Regions from separate parts of the Hordeum vulgare genome. Here region 2 is linked to region 1. A link is a contact called in public Hi-C data. All regions are on one chromosome and are shown on one strand. The core of a region is the stretch at or near the end of the contact, and the rest is flanking DNA. Distances in the headings are between cores, read along the strand shown. Region 1 holds the start of LOC123444328 (subtilisin-like protease SBT5.6). Region 2 holds the start of LOC123444330.

Region 1 (7,288 bases), core at 1,947-4,446:
CCAACAGCCGCGCTATAATGCATCGCGCACGCCGCTCCAGCAGTGCCCAAAGATGCAGCTCGCACAATTTTTTTTAATAAATAGATTGCATTTAAATAAAAAAGATACAAAGTTATTTTACATAGATAGCAACTAGATAGGTAGTTCGAAAACATAGATAGATAGTTCGGTGCTAGATAGTTTGATAAAAAAAATACTAATCCTAGTCGCTCCAGTCATCTGCATCACCATTGTCGTCGGTGTCGTCGGAGGTTGACAGCCAAATGTCAAACCATCGTTCATCTTCTTCAGTGAAGAAGGAACTCCCGCCTGCATTGACGAGGTCGGCATGCGCACACGCCAAAGCCTTCCGACGACGTCTATCCAACCGCTCCTCGCGGCGCCGGCGCGTGTCCTCCTCGCGACGCCGGTCCCAGTACTCCTGCTCGTAGGCGACGTCTTCCGGGTGGCGCCGGCGCCACTCCGCCATGACCCGCTCGTCCTCCTGGGCGACGAGGAGGTGGCGCTGCATCGCAGTGTGCTCCGCACGGTCTTGTGCGGAGTTAAGGCGAGGCGGCGGGGCGAGGTCTAATGCCTGCTGGAGCGTGCGGACGTCGGGGAAGTTCATCTGCAGTCGCGGCCTGCCTAGGCGCCACGCCGCCGCGTCGAACGCGCGGGCGGCCTCGTGCGTCGTGTCGTACGTGCCGAGGCTCAGCCGGAGATCGCCGGAGCGTATCTCGGCGTAGAACCCGCCGTTGGGGCGCTGGCGAACGCCGCGGTAGCCCGATGCAGACCGGCGGCGCGGCGGCATGGTGGCTCGTCGGCGGCGGTGGCAGCGCGAGAAGGGAGAGAGAGCGCGGCGCGAGAGGCAGGGAGAACGCGACGGCGGCGCGAGCGGCAGAGGAAGAGAGAAGAGAGAACGCGGCACGAGAGGCAGGGCAGCGCGCTGCCTTTTATGGCACGCGCGGGACGCGGCGCCGCAAAAATGACGCACGGGCTGCCGCCTTTTCGCGCGCGCTAGCGGTTCCCTCGCGCGCGGTTTTTTCCCGCCGCCGCTGGAGCGCGCATTTCAGTCCCGCGCGCGGTAAACTGGCGTTTTTTAGCGTGCGCGGCTTTTTGCGCGCCTGTTGGAGATGCTCTAAGCCATGCAGGCAGAGATTATAAAACAAGCTGTGCACTGCAGCCCTGCAGGACTCGGCCGGCAAGGCGCCAAGCTGGAGTCTTGCTCCCGAGCTGGCCCGCCATCTCGGGTTTTTGTTCGGACGTCCACGGTCTGGTCCCGGTTGAAGCGTGCAGCCACCCACGCCGGAGATTCTAGTTTGGATACATCGACGTCGTGGACTGGCTTGGCTATGTGTGTGTGTGCGCGCGCGTGGTGGTTCTCCTTTGGTCGTCAGTCGTCACTGTCTTGTCATCGCAATCATAGGTTGATGCACTGCATGTATGTCTGCCTTTTGTTTTGTTTTGTTGTCTTAGTTCGATATTGTTCTGATTTTTAGTTTGACGAAGTGATCGATATCCATATGGTCACACGATGGAATACGGCAAGAGGCCGTGCATATGTCCCCTATTTCCAGCAAGAATATACTAGCCTGAATAGACCGACCAACCAATCTTCCAGCAATAACAAGGTACCCATGAAGTATGAATTTGTATGTGATAAACTACTAATACCAGCTAAAAGAACTAATACAAGCTGATTATTATACCCTAAAAACATACTACAAGTAATAGCTGACCTGTTGCAGGAGGAGGCATTGAAGGAATCTCCTCCTTGACACACTCCCTTCCACCGCGCGGGCACTGGCCCTAGCCCTTCGTCGCCGAAGCTCCTCGACTCCGGCCAAATCCCTGTAGTGTCAAACAATCGCTTCTTGTCAACGCAGTTCAGTTTCACTCCCCGTGTTTGCCAAAGCAGTTCGGTAGTATTCAGTAGAGCCTTCTCACCGGAGTCCAGCATGCCTACGATGACATTCTCGCCGGCGTGAGCGCCGGACGGCAGCCAGTCCCCGCTGTCCAGGCCTCGGAACCCTTCCTCCAAGCCCACAAACTCCCAAGACCTCGTGGTGTGTGGGGACCACCTCCCGTCGCTCCGAAAGGTAGACACCACCTCAGTCCTCTCTGCAGGAGCAGGAAACTCCACATGCATGGCATGAGCCAGACGAACAAGGACATATACCAACAGTGATAGACAAATCACAATACAGTATTACTCCCTTTTAGAGATTCCACTAAAAGACTATACACGGAGCAAAATAAGTGAATGTATATTCTAAAATATGTCTATGTACATGCGTATGTAGTTCATAGTGTAATCTCTAAAATGTCTTATATTTAGGAACGGACGGAGTATTTATCGTGCATCCATTTTTGAGAAAATCCCTGGTGTCACTGTAGACACTACCTGAAAGCTTTGTGGCTTCATCATCGGAGAGAAGAGCCGCGAAGCCATTCAGGCTGTGCTTGTAGCTGTACAGCAGCGACGCCCGCGCCTCCTCCTCGCTGGTGAACGAGGGAAAAAGAGCGCGTGAATGGTTAGCTGCGACTTGTACACGAAGCCGGACTCGCTAGTATCCCAGTATCCGGCGCTGCCACTGCCACATGTATGTACGCAACTACGCATGCATGCATTCATTAATGGCTGTGTATGTAACGAGTATGTATGTACCTGCCCTTGACGGAGAGGAGGAGGGCATGGTGATCATCAAGGACAGTTTCCTTCGACTTCTCTCCTGCGTGCTCGCCCAGATACACTATATAGACCTGTCCACAACGGCGATATGAAAGTTTAGTAATCCGTCCCTTCTGCAGAGCACGCAGCTCACACAGAATTAAGCGTAGGGAGTTAAGCGAAACAGAAGCATCATGAACGGCAGGACCGTGCCGGCCATGAACTAGTCGAACTAAACCCGTGAGAAATCTGTTGATTAACAGCGAAAAATGGATTGATTGAGATGATGACCTGGCCTTGCTTGGTAGAGGCTGAGGCAGTGAGGAAGGAGAAGAGGAAGAGGAAGAAGAGAAGTCCGGACATGGCCGGTCGTCCGCTGCCTCCTCCTGTCGCCTCCATCGGAACGCCGTATCTCCCTCCGTGTTTCCACGGCTTGGAGGCTGTTTATATATGCACTATACAGAGTTACAGACAGAGGTTCTGTGGCGAGGCGATGGATCGGGCAAAAGGGACACGGTGGAATAGTTTGATTGTCTCTCGCCCTCTAAGACGATACCATCTTTTGCTTCTTGTATTATATTGTTTGTAATTTTTTGCTTTCTTCCCAGTATTCCTTTTTTTCCCTTTTGGAGGAAGAATCTTCCCTAGCCTCAACTTGAAGCTGTGATGACTTATTTAACTTGGATAGTTTGGTCTGGATTGGATACATATACTCTGCATTCTTGGCATTTTCAGCAAGAACAAAAAGAGCTAGTCTGACACTGCAATCGCACCCACTACTGTCTTATCTGTATTTTTACTTTGTTAGAGAAAAGTCACTTGTGTTCTTCACCGCATTCAGGAAAACACACACTTATTATGGTATTACTAATAATATGTGCACCCCGCGTGCAGTGTAGTAAGAATTTTAAGAAATAAGTGTTTTGAAATAGCAGATAAAAGAAAACCAGCTATATCGTCCATATGATGGAGAAATAGTGGAGTTAAATGGAAAGTGTAGGTACAAATTATCTAAACAATATGTGTCAATTTAGTGAGAACACTCGAGGCCAATGGTATGTTAAATGCTTGAGAAGGGCATCTTCAAAGCGGACTCTCAATGTAACCGTCCGGACGTGTTTAGCCATCCAACATGGATGACCACACATATTTTTTTGGTTAATCCGAGACAACTTTGTGTGTGTGTGTGGTGGGGGGTGGGGGGGGAGGGCTTTGTTGGAGTCCGGATAGCATCCATGTAGGGCTTCGACACCCTTGGCCAACCCCCAAAACCCCTTCTCGAGCCCGCGCCTCCATCCCTTCATCTTTGTCTCTTCATCACTTTTATATCTAGCCTGTGTCGTTGCTCCACCACCCTCACTGCAGCGCCACACCCTTGTCAAAACTTGACGAGTCTCTCACCTCCAACTGTACACCTGGGCTCCATGCCACTTCTCCTCCGCCTCCGTCCCAAAACTCTCCTTCGACCGCCTCGCAGGTACCATATGCTCTTATGATACCCACAATGCCCGGCAATTGTTCGGTGAATTACCCAAGCTAATTTCTTCGTCCCTTCTTCTTTGAAGCAATGTATTTGGATACGGAATACATATACGAGCACTATGTTGAAACGTCCGATAAGGAGGACTACACGTATGAGACGGTGATGATGCAGGCAGTCCTTGTAGATGTGGAGCATGCGGAGGAGGATATTCTCAATTTTCAAGGGATCGGTCAACGGTCGTCGAGTGCTCAACTGCAAGAGGGCGCATGTCCATTTGACGCCGATGTACGACTAGTTTTCCCTGGATGCCTTCTTCGCTCACAATATTCACAGGCACTTTCGGATGCGCAAAAACGTTTTCGGTCTTCTCTACCATGGCGTCCAGTCCTTTGATGACTACGTCATCTTGAAGAAAGACGTCATGGGAAGGATTGGGTTCTTTCGTTACCAGAAGTGCACTCACACACTGAAGATGCTTGCATGCACGGCTGTTGAATCGTGGGACTACTACCTATGAATGTTTGAGAGTACATGCGAAGATGCCATGGTCAGGTGTGCAACTGTCGTGGTCGAGGTGTTTCAACCTCAAAACCTGAGAGAAGTAACTTGGTAGACACCGGGAGGATCTTTGAAATCTCGAAAGAAAGAGGGTGGCCAGGTTTAGTCGAATCTCTTGACTATATGCATTGGAAATGGAAGAACGGTCTCAAAGCTTTAGAAGGGCAATACGAGAGTCATGTTTAGAAGCCCACCATCATTCTTAAAGAAGTTGCATCACATGATCTTTGGATTTGGCACGCTTTCTTTGGCGCTACAATGTGCTGCAGCGACCACCATTGTTTGCTAAGATGACTGAAGGAAAAGCTCCTCCTTGCCACTATACTGTTAATCGACATGATTACAACATGGGCTACTATCTGGTTGACGATATCTATCCTATGTGTGTCAACACCATCTCTAACCCAGTTGGACAGAAAAAATATCACTTTGTCGAAAGACATGAAGCGACTAGAAAGGATGTTGAGAGGGTATTTGGAGTTCAGCAAGCACGTTTTGCACTTGTTGGTGGACCTGCTAAAAAAGGGATCTGGAGATCTTGTGGGAGGTGATGACCTGTTGTGTGATCATGCACAACATGATTGTGAAGGATGAGCTGAGGATGCTGCCACAACTCTTGAATTTGAGAACATGGAGGATCCTATCAAACTTTCCGACCAGAATCCGTCTACATTTGAAGAGCTTGTTCAAATGCATCAATAAATTCGGCATCGAGCGACTCATGAGCAACTAAAGGAAGATCTAATTGAGCATTTGTGGGCGGTCAAGGGCGACAACGATGTTGGAGTGTGATATTTAAACTTTTTTAAAATTAGAACTATGTATGCGTCTATTTGAACATGCATACTTCAAAAAATGGGGTCAAATGTATGCGAGCATCGTTGGATGGCTGGCTCCCGCAGGGTCCACCGACTTGTCCATGTCTGCAAACGAAGACGGGGTGCCCGTTTTGTGGGTCAGCGTTGGAGATTGTCATAGCCTTAGAATTGTTTGTAATTAGTTGCATTAACATCTTGGCATCATGATTACATTTTTGAAACTTCGAAATGAGGATTGAAGAAACCCTAGTAGATAATTAATTCAGTTAGGTTTAAATTTAAACATTTTCTGTGAACCCAAAATGGCCTTAAAAAATGTCCATGATTTTTGGATAATGTTGGAAACAACAACCAGAGGTGACGCACATTTTGCCTAGCCATCTTGGATTTTTGAATTAACTCATATTGTATTTGAGTTGGAGTTTAAAATTTACCATTAAATATTGGCTGCTCCAAATATTTTGAAATTTGTTGTGTGTAATGGGGATATGTATCTAGGATAGGGTCACAAGCCTGACCCAGATGTCCTACCTAAGGGTATCTCATTATTAACTTGAAGGTCACAAGGAAGATTCTGATTGGATAGCCATGGCGTCTAAGTCACTTGGTAAGCAATCACTCAGAGTATTTTCCCCTTCACTTGACAACCAACTTCCACTCGGAAGAAACCATTCGACGCAGAAGACCAGAAGCCACTCCAAGGAAGCCAACATGCGAGTGTTCGGCTGTTCATCATGAATAGCATTAATTACGCACGTTATCAGTAACATACACATTTAAACTCTATTGATCGAACCCTTAGATGCTGGGCCTTGATGAGGGGTAGCGCACTCTATATAAGTCACTCATCCCCTCTGGCACAAGGGTTCGTACTCCCTGTAACACATATTCCACACCGCAAGAGCTCAAGAGTAATGATACGTAGGGCTTACCTCCACGAGAGGGCCTGAACTCATACATCTTGCGTACAAGCTTGCCGTAGCTAGGACTCTGTCATCTCCTTTCGTACCCTACATCTCTACTGTGAGGTTCATTCCCACGACAGTGTGGTTTTAAAATATTACCAATATTTCCCAGAAAAATTTACAGAATTAACCAAAATAATTCTGTTTGAAAACCAAAATCAATACAAATTTTCAAGAATAGAAAACAGAAAACAAATAAAGAAAAGAGAGGAGAGAACTAACCTCGTGGCCCAATACTATGCAGCCCATCTCGCTCATAGTGCTAGTCGTCTTCACCGTGTGCTACTAGGCACAGGAGATACACCACACAACGCGCGCGAGGGACCCACGCCACCTGCCTGCCTGCCTGCCCCGTCAGCACGACGCCGAGTATAGAACCGCCATTCCCGTGTGCATCGAGCCCATCCCTTCACCTACCTCGGTGTCCTATCTTCCCTACCTCCATGGCCGCAGCACCCGAAGCCGCGCCGCCCTGAACCTCGCGGCCAAAGCCACTCCCTCGCTCCCACTCCGTGTCCCCGAGCTTAGCATCGACGCCCTCGTCCTCTCCGTCGTGTCAAGCATCGCGGGACGCCTCGAACACCGACCTTGACGTCGTTTTCTTCCACGGGCCATGGATCACCGTCGTCGAATTTGTCGCTGTCCGTGCTTCCCCGAGCTCGATGACGACACCATCGTATGCACCATGAGCTGCTGACCGTTACCCTCCTATTCTCCCAGTCTAATTCTTGTCGTAGCCCCAACAACCACGACCTCGAGCTCCGGTCGCCGCCATGGCCGGTGAGCCTCGTGCCCCCGATATGCTCCGCTTGCA
Region 2 (7,592 bases), core at 1,821-4,320, 280 kb after region 1:
GCATGCACCTCCCTCTGAGATCGCCATCAACATTGTCGCCTCTATTCAACCTGATGCACACCATGATTCCTTCACACCTCGTTGCTGGCCACACTATCCACCGCACGGCCAGATCTAAATCGAAACCCATGCAGAAAAATAGAACTCATTATATGTGTGCAGAAAAATAGAACTAATCAATTTGGATATAATTAGTTTGCAGAACACAATGACGCACCTGCATGTCGGCAATAACTATTGTCAATTTCTAGTTTCTGTTTTTTATGCTTTCACTTGGCATGACTTACGTTGATATCGAATGAAATTGATGCTTCGAGATATCCATGGTTCCTAATCTGATATACGATTTACCTCAATATAACCATGCTTTGAAATATTTATTCTTAAGCATATGTATTTTGAGCATTCTTTCTAGTACTAGTTGTTGCTTTCCATTTCCAATTATTATGCATCATTCGTAAATTGTTTATGCTTCAAAGATTCTTAAAGGTCTTCCAATTATCCATGCTTCGTAAGCATCATATTTATGCTTGGTAAATTGTTTATGCTTCAAAGATTTTTTTCATTAACCTCTTCATGCAAAACATATCGGCGGCTGCTACCCATCATCCGACTGATCCCCACACGGGATAAGTCGCCTTGCAAGCCTTGAGATGCAAAGGACCACATCCCTTGGATCGCTTCTAGTACCACACCTAATGCACGCGGCATGTCCCGCCCATGCAGTATCCATACCTTGCAGTACTGCTACTGCGTTCTTCTCCAACATCGCCTGTTCGTCGGTGCGCTACTGTGACTCGCAATAGCTCGCCATGGCAGCATCGATGGCTTAGTGATACTCCATTCCAGCATTGGCTAAGATCTAACATAGAACCGACGGGCCCGGAGGCGCTCCATTGTAGCTCCCATCTAAGCATCGACGACCCGACAGCGCTCCATTGCAACATGGACTACCCGACGGCGTTCCATTGTAGCTCCATCACAACATCAACGGCCCCGACAATGCTCCATTGCAGCTCCCATCGAAACATTGACGACCCCTGTGGCGTTCCATTGCAGCTCACCGTGCGCCCCAACGATGCTCCATTGCGGCATCACGCGCCCCGACGATATGATCCGGCCATCACAGCACAACCCCGGTTATGCTTCATTGCAGCAGCCATGAGTGTCAGCTATTAGCTCGCCCGCAACGTAGGAGATAGCTCACCTTGCAACACCATTGCTGATGTAGGCGAGCGGCGTCACAATCTCCACCGGTTGGCCTCGTAGCACCAGTGCTCCCGTTCGTTGACTGGCTTGGTAGCACCCGTCGGCGCAGCGGTCTGCAACACAAGGAGTGATTGCAGCTTCGATGGTGCCGCGGTGAATCACTCTCTCATTGAAGCAGGAGATGCGTTCTCCACTTGCAACAGGTGCAGGACCTTGTGCATGCAGGTAGTTGGAGGAGTGCCTCTCACCAGTCTCACGTTGGTTGAGAGAAAGTGAATCGGAGAGCATTGGCTAAGAGGAAAAGCAGAGCGGGGAGGATTCAGTCAAGGAAAAGACGATGCAAGATGAGACGGAGGAGACGGAAGAGGGAGTGGGCCAATGACAAACCAGTCATTGGGCTGACGAGAAAACGGGGACTGGGAGGGCCTGGCCTGATCATTGGGCCAGGCCTGGGCCTGAAAAGTAGGCCCTAGCAGTTATTGGGGCCGGGCCTGGGCTTCAAGAATAGAGCAAAAATCGGCCCGGCCAGCCCTCTCGCAGCAAACAATCAAGAGCCCAACAGCCCGAAGGAAACCCTAGACCAGTCTCCACGACTCCATCAAAACGCACCGCACGCCTCGAGGCTCCAGCGGTCCAGCCCCTCTATCCTCTCTCCTCTGCGCGTGTTACATGGCGGCGGTGGCCGATCCATCTCCAACCTAAGCCTGCACCGCCGGCCGTCCATCTGCCTCTCCCCAACTACAGCGCCGGCGGCCGTCTGCCTCTCCCCAACTACACCGCACCCGCCTCGTCCTACCTCCAGCCACCGCTTCCGTCGCGTTCTGCTCGCCGGTCGCCACATCTACCACCGCACGGAGCAGGACGAAACCCCGCCGGTCGCCACATCTCCTTCACCAAGCCGGACGAAGCCTCGCCGGTCGCCACATCTCCTCCACCAAGCCGACCTCCTCCACCAAGCCGGACGAATGTAGTTTCTTGCTGCTGTACATAGAACAATGGTAGATGATTTTGCTGGTGTACATGAATATAAGTGTGAATGTGTAGATGATTTCGCTGTTGTATAATGATAGACGATTTCTAAAACAATGGGTATAGTTGCTGCTGTTGATATAGATTTCTTGATGTTGATATAGATTTGACATGGATCCGCATGAACTAGAAGGCCTAGAGGGTGCTGAACCAGATGAGTAGAAGAAGTGGAGAAGGCATGTCGAGATGTAACCATCCACGATCCAACATTTTGTAGAGTTCTATGAATTGACTATCTGGCCTGTAATAATACATTTATGCATTTATGTTTCTACAAACTCGAAACTGGAATGTTTTGATACTTTTTGATGCGAAAACAATGCTCTTTACTGCTGTTTTGGTGTTGCTGTGCTGCTATCTATTCTGTTTATTTTTCTGGACATGTACTTTCATTATAATGTCAAGGGCCTTTGGAAGGGCTTAGGGCTTTCGGACTTTCTGCGTTGGGAGGGCATGGGCCTGAGAAACGTAGTATTTTCATGGGCCTGGGTCTTATCTGCACGCCTTGGGCTTGTTGGGGCCTGGGCCGAGGCCCGGCCCGGCCCGGCCCATGGCCAGATAGACGCGCACGCAGCGGTTTATTCTAGCGACGGATCAGTCGGCTGAAATAAAGAGTTTTCCAAACATATCACTCGTGCATGGAGTCATAAGTTGTTTTTTCATTAACTTTAGTCTTCTACTAGTTCTCTTCGACTTTAATTAGTTCTCTTCAACTATAAATATTTAAAAACAAAAAAAATCATTTATCTATAATTTTTTAACCAGGTTCCCGCGGCAGCGGGGCATCATCCAGTACCGACAGAAGTCAAGATTTTTCCGTGCCAAATGAGAAACAGACTTCCTACGTGAGTAGTTCTCCAAACAGCGAAAAAGGAGGGGAATGACTACTTGCTCTAATCCCCCTCCTTGCCCCCCGCCGCCCTTGATGACCTTAGCCGGGGCTTCACGCCGCCGGCGAGCATCTTGTTCCCATCCGCCTCTCCCTCTCATAGCCATCGTCCTCCTACTCGTCTTCCCAACTCCTCCCCGCACTTACGCGCTTCGCGTCCCACTGCGCGAGGTCGCCTCCCTCCTCTCCCTCTCCCACTCCCTCCTCACCCGCATCGCGGTCGCCCGCGCCGACCGCGGGGACGCCGCTGCCGCTGCCCGTGCTCGCCGAATTGCCTCGCACCTATCCCTTCTCTCCTCCCGCGGTGCGTGGGCCCTCGGCTGGGACTACCTCCGACACTACGCTTTCTCCTCCGTCGCCGGATGCGGCTTCTCCTGCGCCACTGCCGCCGCCCGCCTCCTCGCCGCTGCGGCGGAGGCCTCGCGCCTAAATTCACCCGTCGATGCGGCCCAGTGGCTGCGCCGTAATTACGGTGACCTCCTATCGGCCGCTACTCAGCTCCTAAACGGCCTCCTCTCTGCCTTCTCCGAGCAGGTACATGATTTGGTCTTCTTCTTCTTCTTCTTCTTCTTTGAGAAATAACTTGGTGACTAGGTCATCCAACGAATCATATTGCAATGCTCACTCGGTAAATATGTATATTTGTGTTTAGGGGCCGCTAAGGGAGGTGGTGTTGGATCTGAAGTGGGAGGTGGAGGAAGGGGGGTTGCTGAAGGATTGCCTGCAGGTGGGAGCGAGAGATTTGGAGGGCTTGCTTATCATTGCCAAAGATCTCATGTTTGGTGCTTCAAGGGCTTCTTCAGGCCACAGTGAACTCTGAGGTTTGATGACACCTTGTGTTTCACTTCTCTTTCCTTTGAACTATCACATTCCTGCTTATTTGCTTTCAGTTTAGAATTTTGGATCCTATAGCGGTTATACATCCTACCACGGAATCAAATCAGCATCCCGTTACTGATAAGCATTTGAGAGAGTGGATGTGTGAACAATGTAGGATGCATAGTCCATACATGACCTCTTGGCTGTTGAAACTAATAGTAATTGCAGAGTATTTTGGAGCATGTTCTGTTTTGTAGTTGAAAATAGGTCTTCGAAAGATCCAGCAGATTACTGGCTATAAATTATAAGCAGATAACCCTTCTTGCAGTAGCTGAACATACGTGATCTGTCCCGTACAAGAATCACTAACCATACTACCATATCCAAGCAGGTGAGTCCTAACCAAGAAAGTGCAGCTAGTCCATTCTGTCCTCCACCGATGGAGAATGCTTCAGATCAAACAGTTCACCTACACAATTAAAGCTGCTCCGGTTTGGCGACTCTGCATACAGCGCATCATGTTAAGCTATCTTATCTCTTCGGAAAAAGGTTAAGCTGCCTTATCATGTCCAGTTGTTCATGAGCAGAAAAATTAATCCTGCTGTTTAATGACATTATAGCTTTAACTGTGGTTGTAATAGTCTAATAAAATTGTGTTCCTTGTGTCCATTCTGCCTCAGTTGACTTTGGAGTGCTGCTTTTGCTAAGTGATACCTTTTAGATGGTTGCAAGACTTTTGTCACTAGTGTCTTTTCCATTTCAGGATCCATATAAGCATTTTCCTGTTAAAAAACAACTTTGTTGCAAAGTAGATTTTTTTATTTTAATAAATTACGAGATTCCCTTTATTTCAGGTCCTTCATCCATAGGAAAGAATTCTAAAACTAAAGACTAATTGACCTACAACATCTACCATGGGCAACTGCTTGCACAGCGCACTATTTATGCTTTCCTCTTTCTTTCCGAAGTCCAAACACCAGTTCTTGACTGTCGTTGTTTTAACTCCTCACCAGTCCTGAAATGACCACGTTTCTGCTGACATGGCATCCATATGCGTGGAGGGAATACATCAGCTTGTGTGTGCCTGACTGCCTGGTGCCCTATTAGCAAACATGCCCACATCTCTAAGAATACCTATTGTGTTGCTACCATTATGTGCATAACTGTATATACAGGTTGATACATGGGCCTTCGTGTTACTAAACTTCGGAACCCTCTAGTGAAATCTCACAAGTCATTCTGTTACCTCTCAGATTACCTTGTCAATACAGTACTTCTGAACATTCCACGTGGAAACCTCTTCAGGTATGACCTTGACCTTGTTAGTAAAGTTGAGGAATTTTTAAAATAAAGGTAGTCAGGTTGCACTTTACTAAGTACGTACCTGAGTGTCACGTTCATAATTTGAACTACAGTGCTGAGAAAATCGTGATGTAAATTTGTCATGAATAATGTCAGAGAACAACATATTCAATCACATTTTTATGGCTATAAGGCCATGCAAGATCCACCGGACTTCCTTTCTGGATAATATAACATTGTGATGTAAAAGATACGGGCAGGTAACCCAAAAATAATAACATGGATATAAGTTGTCTCGGTTGAACTTGAAAGACTCATTACACCTTGCAAGGGAAAAGGAAAAAAAAATGAAGCAAATTTAGGAAAGAATAAGCATTTCTTTCGTTTGATCCATGAGTTCAGCTAGATAGTTGAAATGCAAAGCTGCTGTAGTGAAGTTTTTTTCTTTTTGAGGAACCTAGGGAAGAGATATGATCAGTAAATTTGCTGTATTCCTGAGATAACTGCGGATTTTAACTTTGATTTTTTATTAGATTTGCGATTGAGACACCTAATTTAGTTTCCCTTGTTGCTGAAAGGTCACTTTGTTAATTAGTGCTGTTGTTATGTGCCTCCTGTATGATTGATGTACTGCTAGAATTACAGACAGGATGACAAGTGGTTAGTTAAGATTTGTATACCACTTTCAGAAACATAAATGTTGTGTTTTGTGCACTTCTAGCATAGTACGACATCAACATTATTTTCTTGAACCGTATCAACATGCATGTCATTTAATATTAGATGTATTGGAAGAAGGGTGGTGAGAAGGCACAAAATTATACAAACTAACATGAAATAAAATCAATAAACTGAAAAGGCAGCCAAACGAAGTCTATATTATTATTATGAAACCCCTAAAAAACTATAAAAGCCCCCAAAAGAAGAAAGCAAAACCAGGGCAATACTTATACTTCAACAGCTATAGCTGCAGGTCATGGGGGCTCGTATCCAGAGGCAGACTCCTGGTTGCTTTGGCTGCTTTGGCGCCGGTCATCTTCCATCGATCGGTCTCGAGCAAAGTCTCCTCCACAAGGGCATAGTATATCATCATTTATCATCATTTTCCTAGTAATGATGCGCAACTGCAAATTAACGAGCTTGGATTAATTTTGCTTTTTTGCTGAGGTCAAGGTCGCTGTGTTCCATCTATTCCCAACAGTTTTGGTTACTACTCCCTCCGTTCCAAAATTCTTGTCTTTGTTTTTTTCTAAAAATGGATGTATGTAAATACTAAAACATGACTAGTTACATTCATATGTAGACAAATTTAAGATAAGAATTTTGAGACGGAGGGAGTAATACATATATCCTGTTTGACTGTATTCTGAACTACGCGTTGTCTAATTAAACAACAGTCTCCATCATTTTTCCCAATATCTGCTGCTAAATGCACCCTAATACTTAAATATATGCATGTACATCCCCGAACTCTGTTAGCCATGATTATGTCAATAGTGTCATTGGTAATGATATTGGGGAGAGTGCTAAGTAGCTCAAAAGAAGAGGGAAGTGGCTGTTCTAATCCGGAGCTTATATGAGCTCAGGCAAACAGTAAAAAAATGAACAAATTCAAAACTAATTTTGTGTGTGTGTGAAACAATGAGAAAATGTTTGTTAGCTTGCAAAATTTCATCACTATACAACATTCGTGGAAATCATGAAAAAATCCGATGCTCTGAATGTTATTTTCAAATGCATTTTGGAGCATCTTTTTTTTTTGCCATATTTTTCATGATGAAATTTTACAACCTATGAAAACATTTATTAATGCTTCACATAAATTTTTCCCTGTTTTTGTGATTTAAGAGCAACTCTAACGGGTCGACCCAAACGGACGACGCTTTTGTACGTTTGGGTCGACCGCCCGTCCGACGTCCGGCCTGTTTTAGATTTGGGTCGGCAGTACATCCAACGCGTCGACCCATATGTGCCGGCTTGGCCGGCTGACCGCCCTATTTAATAAATAGTTTATTTTGCATTGCTTTTGCGTTCAAATATATAGTCAAATAACATAGTTTCAACCGAATAAAATAGCATAATTTTACAAGCTGAATAAAAGTAAAAATGTCTCACATAGTTTTGCAAGCCGAGTAAAGAAGATACATTTATTGGTTGTCAACATGAGCCCACATATGCTTAACCAAATCATTTTGCAGTTGCACATGAGTTTCCCAATCACGCATGTCATGATGAAATTGAATAAACTGTTCAAACGTTGCTGCTCCTTCATGTTCATGCACAATATTCTCGCCCTAAAACTGAAACCCTTGATCGTACAGACGTTCCGAACACTCATCTTCTA

Evidence for each region. A called contact is a pair of places that touch in the nucleus more often than the background predicts.
Region 2: a Hi-C map of seedling shows a contact between it and region 1, with 2.9 times the contacts expected there. The contact joins the promoter of LOC123444330 here to the promoter of LOC123444328 in region 1. A contact is called at or near these places in 2 of 6 Hi-C or Micro-C datasets (leaf and seedling).

What each region holds. Positions count from the first base shown.
Region 1 is chr3H:470,860,635-470,867,922 of MorexV3_pseudomolecules_assembly, forward strand. LOC123444328 (subtilisin-like protease SBT5.6) reads right to left here and starts at 3,197. Exons shown (of 10, transcript XM_045121014.1): 1 at 2,942-3,197; 2 at 2,648-2,742; 3 at 2,384-2,481; 4 at 1,927-2,100; 5 at 1,719-1,830. The coding sequence starts at 3,049.
Region 2 is chr3H:471,144,603-471,152,194 of MorexV3_pseudomolecules_assembly, forward strand. LOC123444330 reads left to right here and starts at 3,071. Exons shown (of 3, transcript XM_045121015.1): 1 at 3,071-3,661; 2 at 3,780-3,948; 3 at 4,338-4,613. The coding sequence starts at 3,119. The coding sequence ends at 3,947.